Linked DNA regions of Anser cygnoides: all the other regions are linked to region 1. A link is a contact called in public Hi-C data. All regions are on one chromosome and are shown on one strand. Each heading gives the region's core, a stretch centred on a gene start, on an enhancer-like site or on the middle of the called end of the contact. The rest is flanking DNA. Distances are from core to core; before and after follow the strand shown. Region 1 holds the start of XPA (XPA, DNA damage recognition and repair factor). Region 2 holds the start of ACO1 (aconitase 1). Region 3 holds the start of SMU1 (SMU1 DNA replication regulator and spliceosomal factor).

Region 1 (3,466 bases), core at 655-3,154:
CTCTTCCAAATACTTGGCCCATCTGCCCCAGGCGCCAGAGAAACACCTTCTGTACAGTGCATCATTCAGAGAGGCTCTGCAGGAAGAACGACCTCCTCTCATTTGTTTAGAGCCTACCACCACAAATCTGATGGTGTGTACTCCAAAAGTCAATTGCCGTCCATCCTCTCATAATCACCTAGGATGTGGTAGGCCTCAGGCTTGTCCTTTCCAGGTAATTTCTTTTCTGGGTGAAGAGGACAAGCCTACTCGATTGTTTTCTTTCAAGGGAGGCAATGCCAAATAGTTTAGCACCCATATTGTCCTTCCCCATTTCCAGTTTATCCTTCCTTAAAAGCAGGAAATACAACTGGACACGGTGCTCATGGTGCAAGTTAATCATGGATTTGTGGAGTGGCATAAATATAATTATATATTAAAAAATTATACATATATAGATACAATTATGGCTGCAACCAATTCAGATATCACCATCATTTATGTAAAATTAGGACTAGGCTTCCCCAAACGCATCATGTTACATTCATCAACCCTGAGTTTAATCTTTTCTTGCTGCCTAGCCACCCACAATTCTTTACAGATGACCCTTATTCTTGCTAACTTAAAAAAGCTTTGTATTGTCTGCAGACATTCCTATCTTGCTCCTTACCCTTTTCTCCAAGGGAATGATGAGCTGTCAAGCCACCGGTTTGCTGCCTCCCCACACTCAGCTACTCACTGATGCTATTTACCATGGGTATGAATTAATGCATGTCTGCACTTGCTGATTAATGATGGCTGCTGTTGGCTACCAGCGGCCAAGCAATACCAAGAATTGCTTGGCATACAGCACCTGAAAAACTCTCTAAAACACAGTTATAATTATGATTAAATCCTGTGCACCCATTAAGCTATGCATGTTTAATATCATGAGTATTAACACATGACTAAAAGAGTGCATACAAGATAGTCTATAAACCCTTGCAAATGCGTAACTATCTGTTCTATTGCCTTTTCCCAGCCAGGAAAATTAGAAGCATTGCATTTGATTCATTCTGGTAGGAAGCAGAGTTGGGGAGAATAGTCTGTTCTGATTGCCTAGCCAGACTGACCCTGAGAAAAAGAAAAAAAAAAAAAACTAAGAAAAAAAAATGTAGCATATGCTTCTAAAACAGTTTCCCTTAATCAAGCACTAGCTGAATTGCACGAGTCGTTGTGGCCCATGGCTTACTTTGCTTAAGTGCCTTGCCTCTGAATTTGCTTTTGTTTATATGTTCTATTTTCCTTTTAATCCTAATTCTGAATTGGTTGCATAATATCCTTCTACCCTCAAAGCCCTTTTTTGCACTGCCCCAAACTTCACGTTTCAATGCAGTTTTGATTTGCGACTCACATAGAATTATTTGCTAATCCTCAGGCACAACTCAAAAGTTAACTTCTCCCTAAATTTCTACTCCTATAGAACAAGGGGGAAAAATCAAAGGAATCCAAACACACGTTTGTTTTCCAAGCAAACAGTTCGATTTCCAAGTCACCTAGTAAACACCTGGCTTCAAACTACTTTTATGTCAATTGCTTGTAATGTGTTAGTCAGTATCTTTGTACGTCTGTCTCTAGCAAAGTCCAAAGGAGAGAGCAATGAGGCTGGAGGAGTGTATGCTCGTGCCACACCATTTCTTAGGCTGCTTCCTGCAGGCCGGGACTGTGACTTGTACTTTCATCTGTTAAATACCTCCTGTTCCAGACCCGCCTGTGTGGCTGTGAGGCGCATCTGGACATGTGCATTGCGGCACTTCTCCAACTTTGTACGGAACCCGAAAGGCAGTCTTGGTGGGAGCGGAGGGTTGATCACGGCTCGGTTATAAATCTTCAAGGGGAAGGTTCCCGGATCTGTGATCTGTGGCAAGGAAAGTATTTCAATCGACGGGAGAAACTACCTGCCACTCACGCGAACAACTGAGCCGCTTAAAATGTCTTCGTCTGCGTTTAAATATAAATATATATATTATTTCCCAGAAGCAGGACGTTCTTTTCACAACGTTTGCAGCACACTCTGCTGGCTGATGTCGAAAGTAAAACCAAGCCCACGTGACGGGCTAGAAAGCACCAAGTATTTTTTGACACAGCAGAGGCACAGTCTATGCAGGTAATTATCGTGGAGAGCTAGGGCCGGCACGGAGGGGCGGCGGGGGGGCAGCGGGGAAGGGCTGGCGGGGGGATTTGGGTCGGTTTGGAGGGGCAGAAACCCCTCGGGGGTTGGGGAGGAAGGGCTGCTGCTGTGCTGTAAGGTCATAGCGACTCGGTCCGGAGCCAGGGAGCAAAGATCTGTGCTGATGTCTTCATTTCCGTCTCCTCAAGGACAGGGCAGGCACCGTGCAGCCGCCGGGGCCGCTGGCTGCTGGCTATTAAGCTGGCATTATACGAAAGTGGCTTACGGCCACATTTGCATGACAAAGCCATTTACGGGTATCTCATCAATAACCAGGGCTGCGGGCTCCGTCCATTCTCCTTTTCCTTTCGCTTGTGGGCCACGCACAGCCACGGGAAGCCAGCGGCCGGCTTTTTGCTGAAAAAAAGGAAAAAAATGAGGTACCGATTCCCGTGACCGGTGTAGGTCACCCGGGCTGCAGGCGGCCGCGGTAATAAAGTATCTTTTTTTTTTTTTTTTTTGAGGAGAGAAAGTGTGAGGGGGGAGGATATCAGGACAGAAAGCGTGGGTTTTTTTGTTATTTTTTTTTTAGGAAAAGTGTGGTGGGGTGGTGGTTCTAGGAACGTGGTGGGGGAGAAAAATGGAGCGTGGTGGGGGTTTTGGGGGGGAGAAAAATGGCTTTTTTTATGAGACAACGTGGGGGCTTTCGGGTTCCTTTCTTATTTTAAGGAAAGAAAAGGCCCGGTGCGCGTGGGGAGGGGGTGGGCTGAGGCCTGGCGGCGCCGGGGGCCTCCCGCCCCGTCACGGCCGGGCCGGGGCAGCGCCGCCCTCCATCTTGGGAGCGGGGCGAGGCCCGTGTGGTGCTCTGAGGACAAAAGGGTCATTAGCTGGGTACGGCTCTTATTTAATTCTTTATTTATTTTATTTATTTTATTATTTATTTAAAAAAAAAAAAAGCCAAAAAAAAAGTATTGCTCAAGCCCGGCCGGGGGGAGGGGGGGAGGGGAGGGGTGGCGTGAGGTGTATGTGGGGGGGGGTTGGTGCAGAAAGCGCTCGAAAAGGCGCGCGCGGGGAAATCGCAGGGTCATGCGCTCCCCTCCCCCACCGCCTGCTTCCCGCCTCGCCTCTCCCCCTCCCCTCCCCTCCCCCCCCCAACGGAGCCCCCCTCGGGCCGGGCCCCCCCCGTCCGGCGCCACGCAGGCCGCAGCCCCCGCCCCGGGAGGCCCCCCCCTCCCTGCCCCATCCCCTCCCCTCCCCCTCCCTTTTCCCGTCACCCCCCGCGCGGCGGCGGGACGGAGAGGGGGGGGGAGGGAGAGGGGGCGCCCGCGTGGGCGGGGC
Region 2 (3,466 bases), core at 583-3,082, 250 kb after region 1:
TATCCTCCAATCCCAACACAGCCTCTGTGTCCTTAGATTCAACCAGCTGATGCTGCAGCAGTACTGCCTCTTCCTGTGTTAAGAAAGCTTCCCTTCCACAGCAGGACCTTGTGTGCCATCCCTACAGACAGAACAGAAATTACAAGCCTTGCAGATATTCACTGACGGAAGTTAAAGCTGACAAATGGATTTTCCATTTCTGTTGCTGACCTGCTATTTTACTAGTCTTTGCTTTCCACAGAAGAGATCTTAGGCTAATCAGATTTTGCAGCATTTGCTTTGGCATGAAGGTATTGCTTCAGTATGAATTGCTTTGGTATGAAGGATTTTATTTTTTTTCATGATTCAAAATCCAGTGACATACATAGGTCTTGGAAATATGTTTTGTTGGGAGCAACAACAAAATTCACGATCTTTTTCTTTGAAAGGAAGTGGACCAAAGAGTTATTTCCAGACTTTATTCCACTACGAGGAAGGTACTGAAATTATGTCATTATTATTATTAAACATGTCCAAAAATCAACAATGCAAACAATTATTGCAACATCTAAAACTCTAAGGAAATCACTGAGAGGTTTTAGAAATTCTCCAGGTTCTATTACTACCAGAAGCATCATTATTTTATGGTGTCCTGAAGAAGTCATTGGCCTTTTTCTTCTACTACCAAATTACAAAGATAACTTCATTCCAAAAAACTCAGTCTTGTGAACCTCTTTGGGTAAAGGTTTGAAAAGAGCATTATGAATGGATGCCCATTTTCATGTCTGAGTTAACCATTTGCTAGAGCCAATCAGATGTTCTAAAAGACTCATTTGATTCTAAAAAGAGAAGATGGAGAATATATATTACTCCATGAGATACTTACACTGAACATAAAGCAGGTCGACCTGTAAAAGACTTTGAGTGATAACTCAAAAGTACCGTATTTTGTAGATGACAAGACATCTAGAAGTATCAAGTAAGACAATAGTAGGTTTAAGTACAGACAGACCCTAGAAGACATAATCATGCCACTTAAACCAATACCAAGTGTATTGACTTAAAATACAAAAAAAGGAAGTAAAAGCAACAACCAATAATGTATCTTCTTTGCTAGACCCTGAGATCCTGTCACTGATTTTCCCTGGTCTGCGTGTTCCAGCTGGACAGTGTGTAGGCAGGAGGATCTGTCAGCACAGGTCAGCGTGCAGAAATCCAACCGGCTGACAACCAGACAAGCCATCTTGGGCATTTTATAGGTTCCAGCAGTCTTTTCCAGCAGAGAAAAGCGCTTCCATTTTCACTCTTTGCATCACCTCCAGCATCTGAGATCTGCTCCTCACCTGCAGTGTCAGCAAGAAGCCCTGCTTGTTCTTCACCTCCTGAACTTTCTTCAGGGAAAAATAAAACAAACCATCAAAAACAACAAAAACATTACTGGCCATCAGTTTCTGCTGGTGGTTAAGCAACAGATCTCCTAGCCACTACTCTCCCAGCTGCTCTCCAGAGATGTGTGAGACATGTAAGCTCTTTTTGTGCGATCCCTGCAGATCTTTAGCTCCCCCTTTCTTTACCTAATGCTTTCACTAGAGTTAGATACATTTTAATTTATTCTTTCTTCTTTATATAATGCTTTTCCTAGAATTACATGCATTTTAATTGACTTTATTCGGGCCCCAAACGCACCCCATTCTATCACGGGCATGCGGGACACGTAGAAACGCCCCACATGACTAAGCCGTGGTGATGGTGTCGTGTCAGTCTTTAGGACACTCTGTCCCCGACATCCCTCTCCAGTACTGGCGTCACGGTATCGATCCCGGCCGGTTTATATGTAACAGGCCGCTTCTGCGGACAGCCAGGCCGCCGGGCTCCCCCGAGGGGCGTGAGGTGATTGTCGCAGCGGGGCCCTGACCCGACCCGGGCAGGGCGCTGTGCCCGGGGCCGCTGAGGAGCGGCACCGCAGCGGGGCGGCCGCTCTCCGAGGGCCGGGGCGGGGTGCGGGCGGCCGGCCGGGGGACAAAGGCCCGGTCAGGAAGGAGAAGGCCGGCCCGCTAAGCCGGCATGCCGGGCGGGGAGGCGGGGAAGCGGGAAGCGAGGGCAGGCGGCCGCCATGCCGCCGCGGCCGGCCCTGAGGGCGGCGGGGCGGAGCCGGCCCGCCCCTGCCCCGTCCCTCCGGAGGCCAGCAGCGGGGCAGCGGCGGTCGGTTCTTCCTGGCTCCCCGGTGAGTGCGGGGCTCGGCGGGGAACGCCGTGCCCTCCTTCGGCCCTTCTGGAAGCCACCGTCCCCGCCGCCGAGGCGCCCCCTTTCCCGGTCGGGTGGCGGGGAGGGCGCGGGACATGGCGGCGGGCGGGGATCGGGCGGCCCGGGGGCACCCGCCCGGCTGCGGCGGGGCCGAGCGGGGCTGAGGAGGGTCCCCGGGGTGCTGGGGGGCTGAGGAGGGTCCCCGGGGGCCTGCCCGGCTGCAGCCCGGTGCCGCCGGGAGCTGCTGTGGTGGCAGGGCTGAGAGGAGGACGGGTTTGTTTTGGGGGGAAGGAGGGTGAGGGGGAGAAGTTAGGCTGCCCTACCGTCATCCTGGTGTAGCTGTTTGGTTATTTTTTGTCTGTTGGAACAACGCTGGCCTAGCCTGCTGATATTTCAGCGGTATCTGAGCGCTACAGGAGAGCGCTTAGCGTGGATATAAAGCACACGGCAACTCGGCTGTGCAGTGAAAATAAAATAAACCCCTCCAAAACCCACTCCAAAACCCGCAAGACACAGAAAGGATGGAGGAAAAGCTTTAGAGGGTGGGAGGAGCGGGGTGAGGGCGAGCCCTGTGTTAAGGTGAGGTTCTGCAGGTACAGGTGCCCCGTAGCAGCCGTCGGGGTTGAAGCTCAGAGGCAGGTATTTGCGTTGCCCAGCCTGGCTGGGCACTGTGGCCGTGGAGATGCTGTGCTCTGGCCTCTGGATTAGGTGTACGTCCAGATTAGTCCCTCCATATCTGTTCAGTATATTGCTGTGTTTCATAACACCACCGCGGCTCTCTCTTATTTATTAACTGGAGGTTGTACTTTGATATTTAGTTTCCAGCTCTGAAGCTAGTGTAGGTGCGAGAAGGGGGAAAGATGTAGAGATCTGGACTTCAGTATGCTTTAGTATCAGCAGGAAACTTGGACTAAAACAGAGGATTCTCTCACCCAAAACTTGAAATTGAATTAATATCTCTGAGCTTTCCAGTCTGTTGCTATTGTTCAGACTGGCTTATTATCAATCCACAATACTGCAGTAAAGGAAGACCACCCCAGAGAAAAATATTAACACTGGAATGTTTATTTAGTACTGCTTTGCTTAAAAGCAATTGTGCTCCATCAGAATGTCCTAATAAACTTCTGGGGATTGTTAACTTCTTCAAAGGACATAGGAAGAATTTAATGTGCATAGGGTAGGAAGTGCAGCTGACTCTTATGCCGTACAGGATCTGTGGTGTGTTTGAGGAGTTATTTGGAAA
Region 3 (3,466 bases), core at 268-2,767, 130 kb before region 1:
GCTGCTTCCGTCAGGGTATGCCTAGGGATAAGTTATCTTTATGAAGTAAATTCTCTAAAATGTTTCTCATAAAACTTTTAAAGTGCTCTCATCCGAATCCCCTTCCAGATTCATTTTCTATTAGGCCCTTCAAAACAGCCCATCTCTATCTTCAACCCTTCAGATATTGCAGACATGCTTTCATTAAGAATTTCAGTTTTTCATAATCAGATAAATCCTTACTATTGCTATTATACAACAGCAGCTTTGTAAACGAAGTAAACATTTTCTTCTGCACACATAAGACAGGGAAAGTGAGGTAGATGTCAAATGATGAGCAAAACATCATCCTGTGGCAGGACAGAGGTGTAACTCCCTAAAATCCCACCTTCAATATACTTCAAAATTACTGTTCTGTTGCCTTGTGGTCAGGAACTACCCGTTATTTCCCAGACATTTTGTAAGACACCTAAAACTGTCAAGCTGCATGTTCTTGCTCCCAGAGGGAAAAGATGCCGTAAGCCCTTGACAACTTAGAGCAAGGCTAGGAAGTCACACAAGACAGCATGGTGTCACAAGGTATGCAGTAAGCATGTAACCTACCTCACGAGGATCAAAGTAAGACCTGGCCAGAAGGTTTTCCAGGTGGATGTACCGCTCTGGCTGGGTCTGCTTCAGCATGATCATGGGATCCGTCTGCCTCAGCAGGGAGCGGGCAGCACCCAGCTCCCGCAGCTCGATCAGCTCCAGCACAACCTGCAGCGGGGCAACAAGCACGGGGTGAGCTCAGGACAGCGTGGTGTACCTCCACAGGGCCCCGTGGCGGCACCTGCTCTGCCTCACCTGCTCGTAGAGGTCAATGAGGGTCTTGTCAGGCAGCTTCAGAGACTGTATGGCCTGCAGCACCGTGTCCCAGTGCCCGCTGTTGATGTCAGCCACAAAGCTCTCGATGCTGTCCACGGTGTTGAGCGACACGGTGGTCTCCTCCTGCAGCGTGGCGAGGGCGCGGTGCAGGCTGTTCTCCTTCAGGTACTGCATGATCAGGCGGATCACACTGCCGGGGGAACGCGCACCATCAATGGCGGGTGGGGGGGAGGGGGATCGACCAAGGGACTCCCGCACCTCTCCAGGGCCACACCCCCGACCCCGTGCCCCCCCAGGACCCCCTCAGAGCCTTTCAGGGCCCCCTCAGAGCCCCCTCAGAGCCTTTCAGGGCCCCCTCAGAGCCCCCTCAGAGCCTTTCAGGGCCCCCTCAGGGCCTTTCAGGACCTCCTCAGGGCCCTTCAGGGCACCCCCAGGACCCACTCAGAGCCCCTCAGGGCCCCCCCAGGACCCCCCCAGGACCCCTTCAGGGCCCCCCCGCCGCCCCCCGGCCCGGCCGCACGCACTCGGAGGACTCGATCTCGATCGACATCTTTGCTCCTCCGCCGCCACCGGAAGCCCCGCGCCGCCTACGTCGCTTCCGGCCTCGCGCGACGTCGCTTCCGCCAGGCCCCTCCGCCGCCGCTGCTGCCGCCTCCGCGGGACGGCGCCTTACCACGTGACGGGGGAGCGGGGGGGGGGGGGGGGAGGGAGGGAGCGGCGTCACGTGACGGAGGCAGGGCGGTGTCTCCTGGCAACGGCGGCGGGGGGCGCGCGCCCCCTGGCGGCCCGTCATGGCGGGTGGGGTGGGAGGGGGTGATGGGGGGGCAGTGCTGTGGAATAAAAGTTGGTGTGTTGGGTCTGCTGCTGGTGGTGGTGTCTTATTTTTTCTTGCCCCTCAAAGCATAACTTGGTGCACAGAGCAAGCACCCAGGGAAGCGTGCTCGAAGTTACGCTGCCCATTGGTGTCCCATGGCCGCCTGCTCCTCACACACAGCCTTGTGCGGCCATTTCAACACCCAAGCACAAAACTCCGCTCTCACTCAGGGGAGACCTCATTGCTCTCTGCAGCCACCTGAAAGGAAGCTGTGGGGAGCTGGGGTGAGCCTCTTCTCACACATAACTAGTGACAGGACTAGAGGGAATGGCCTCAAGTTGTGCCAGGGGAGGTTCAGGTTGGAAATGAGGAGACATTTCTTCTCAGAAAGAGCAGTCAGGCATTGGGATGGGTTGCCCAGGGAGGTGGTGGCATCACCATCCCTGGGGGTGTTCAAGGAAAGGTTGGACATGGTGCTTGGGGACATGGTTTAGTGGGTGACATTGGTGGTAGGGGGATGGTTGGTCCAGATGGTCTTGGAGTTCTCTTCCAACTCTAATGATTCTATGATTCCTGCAGAGCCACACTCCTTCCCTCTCCGGGGTTTCTCCATGGTGGCACTCAGAAATGGCAGAGTGCAGGTCAGGCCTGGCCTGGGCTTGGGACAGTTTGCGTGTGCAAGTTTGGGGACGTCATACCACAGATCTTACTCACTGTTTGCAAACCTGGAGCCAACCGAGTGAGAGCTCTGCATTGCAAGAGTGTGGTCATGCGTTAAGGAATCACAGAATCATTGAGGTTGGAAAAGACCTTCAAGATATTCTGGTCCAACCATCTCCCTACTGCCAATGTCACCCACTAAACCTGCACTAAACTATGACGCTGCATATGGCAGTATTTCATTAGCGAGGAACTTATTAGCATATCCTGACTGCTTTAATTATGGAGTACTGTAAGAGCTGAAATGTGCTGCTGCTGTGCCGGGCAGAGCCCTCCAGTGGTGAGAGGGAACATGAGACGCCCATGCTAAACACACAAAGGGTGGCTGCGAGTCCATCCACGCTTTTCGCTTGGACTGTGACCGAGGCCAGAAGTCCCGAAGCCCTGGTTAATGCAAAAAGGCAAATAAAGCTGACTCTGCCCTCCTCGCTGCATGTGGGCTTAGGTGGAGTTGCCAGGAAGGAAGCTCCTCACATGGGTGGCTGGCCACACCAAGGGTCTCGCGGCTCTTATCTGCCCGGCGCGGGGCACTTCCCACCCGCTTATAGCAAGGGCCTGATACCAGCACTAGGCTGCCAGCACAAAAGCTTTTGAAATCTGCTGTAGTCAGCCCCTCTTAGACGGGCTTGTTCCTTGCTGTTTGTCTAGGCTTGGTGTACAATTTGCTGGATGAGCCATGGAAAACAGAACAGAGTGTGAGAAATTGCCTGCCTTTGCCAATGAAAGCTGTTCTTTGCTGTCTCTGTCCCCAGAGTGCTTAAGAAAGTAATCCAATAGCAAAAAGTTGAAGAAATACTGAGCAAGGCACGGGGTGAATGTTTTGCATGCTGCTGTTTCCTCTCTGCGATCCCATCTCTTTTGTCGTAGCTGCTGTTACGGAGGTGTGGGGATTACCGTGGAGAACTATCAGTTAATCATGCCAGGTATGTTTGTTTTCAGTGACAGGTGGATATATATCTGCTTAAAGTTGTTTCGAAAACAGCCCTGGTCAAGGCTGTAACAAAGCAAAGCCAGTTGTCTGTCAGTAGTTCAGCCACAGTGAATTGCATCAAGCTGTAAAAACCAAACATGGCAGCTATTTTTGTGCTG

Evidence for each region. Hi-C and Micro-C count contacts between places; a contact is called where the count stands out from the background.
Region 2: a contact with region 1 is called in a Hi-C map of liver, with 11 times the contacts expected there. The contact joins the promoter of ACO1 here to the promoter of XPA in region 1. A contact is called at or near these places in 2 of 7 Hi-C or Micro-C datasets (both in liver).
Region 3: a Hi-C map of liver shows a contact between it and region 1, with 2.3 times the contacts expected there. The contact joins the promoter of SMU1 here to the promoter of XPA in region 1. A contact is called at or near these places in 3 of 7 Hi-C or Micro-C datasets (granulosa cells and liver).

What each region holds. Positions count from the first base shown.
Region 1 is chrZ:16,695,169-16,698,634 of Taihu_goose_T2T_genome, forward strand. XPA (XPA, DNA damage recognition and repair factor) reads left to right here and starts at 1,905. Exons shown (of 6, transcript XM_066988397.1): 1 at 1,905-2,125; 2 at 2,465-2,568. The coding sequence starts at 2,120.
Region 2 is chrZ:16,948,018-16,951,483 of Taihu_goose_T2T_genome, forward strand. It overlaps ACO1 (aconitase 1), which reads left to right and starts at 1,833. Exons shown (of 21, transcript XM_048051763.2): 1 at 1,833-1,869.
Region 3 is chrZ:16,564,763-16,568,228 of Taihu_goose_T2T_genome, forward strand. It overlaps SMU1 (SMU1 DNA replication regulator and spliceosomal factor), which reads right to left and starts at 1,518. Exons shown (of 12, transcript XM_066988682.1): 1 at 1,368-1,518; 2 at 823-1,033; 3 at 583-735; 4 at 1-21. The coding sequence starts at 1,393.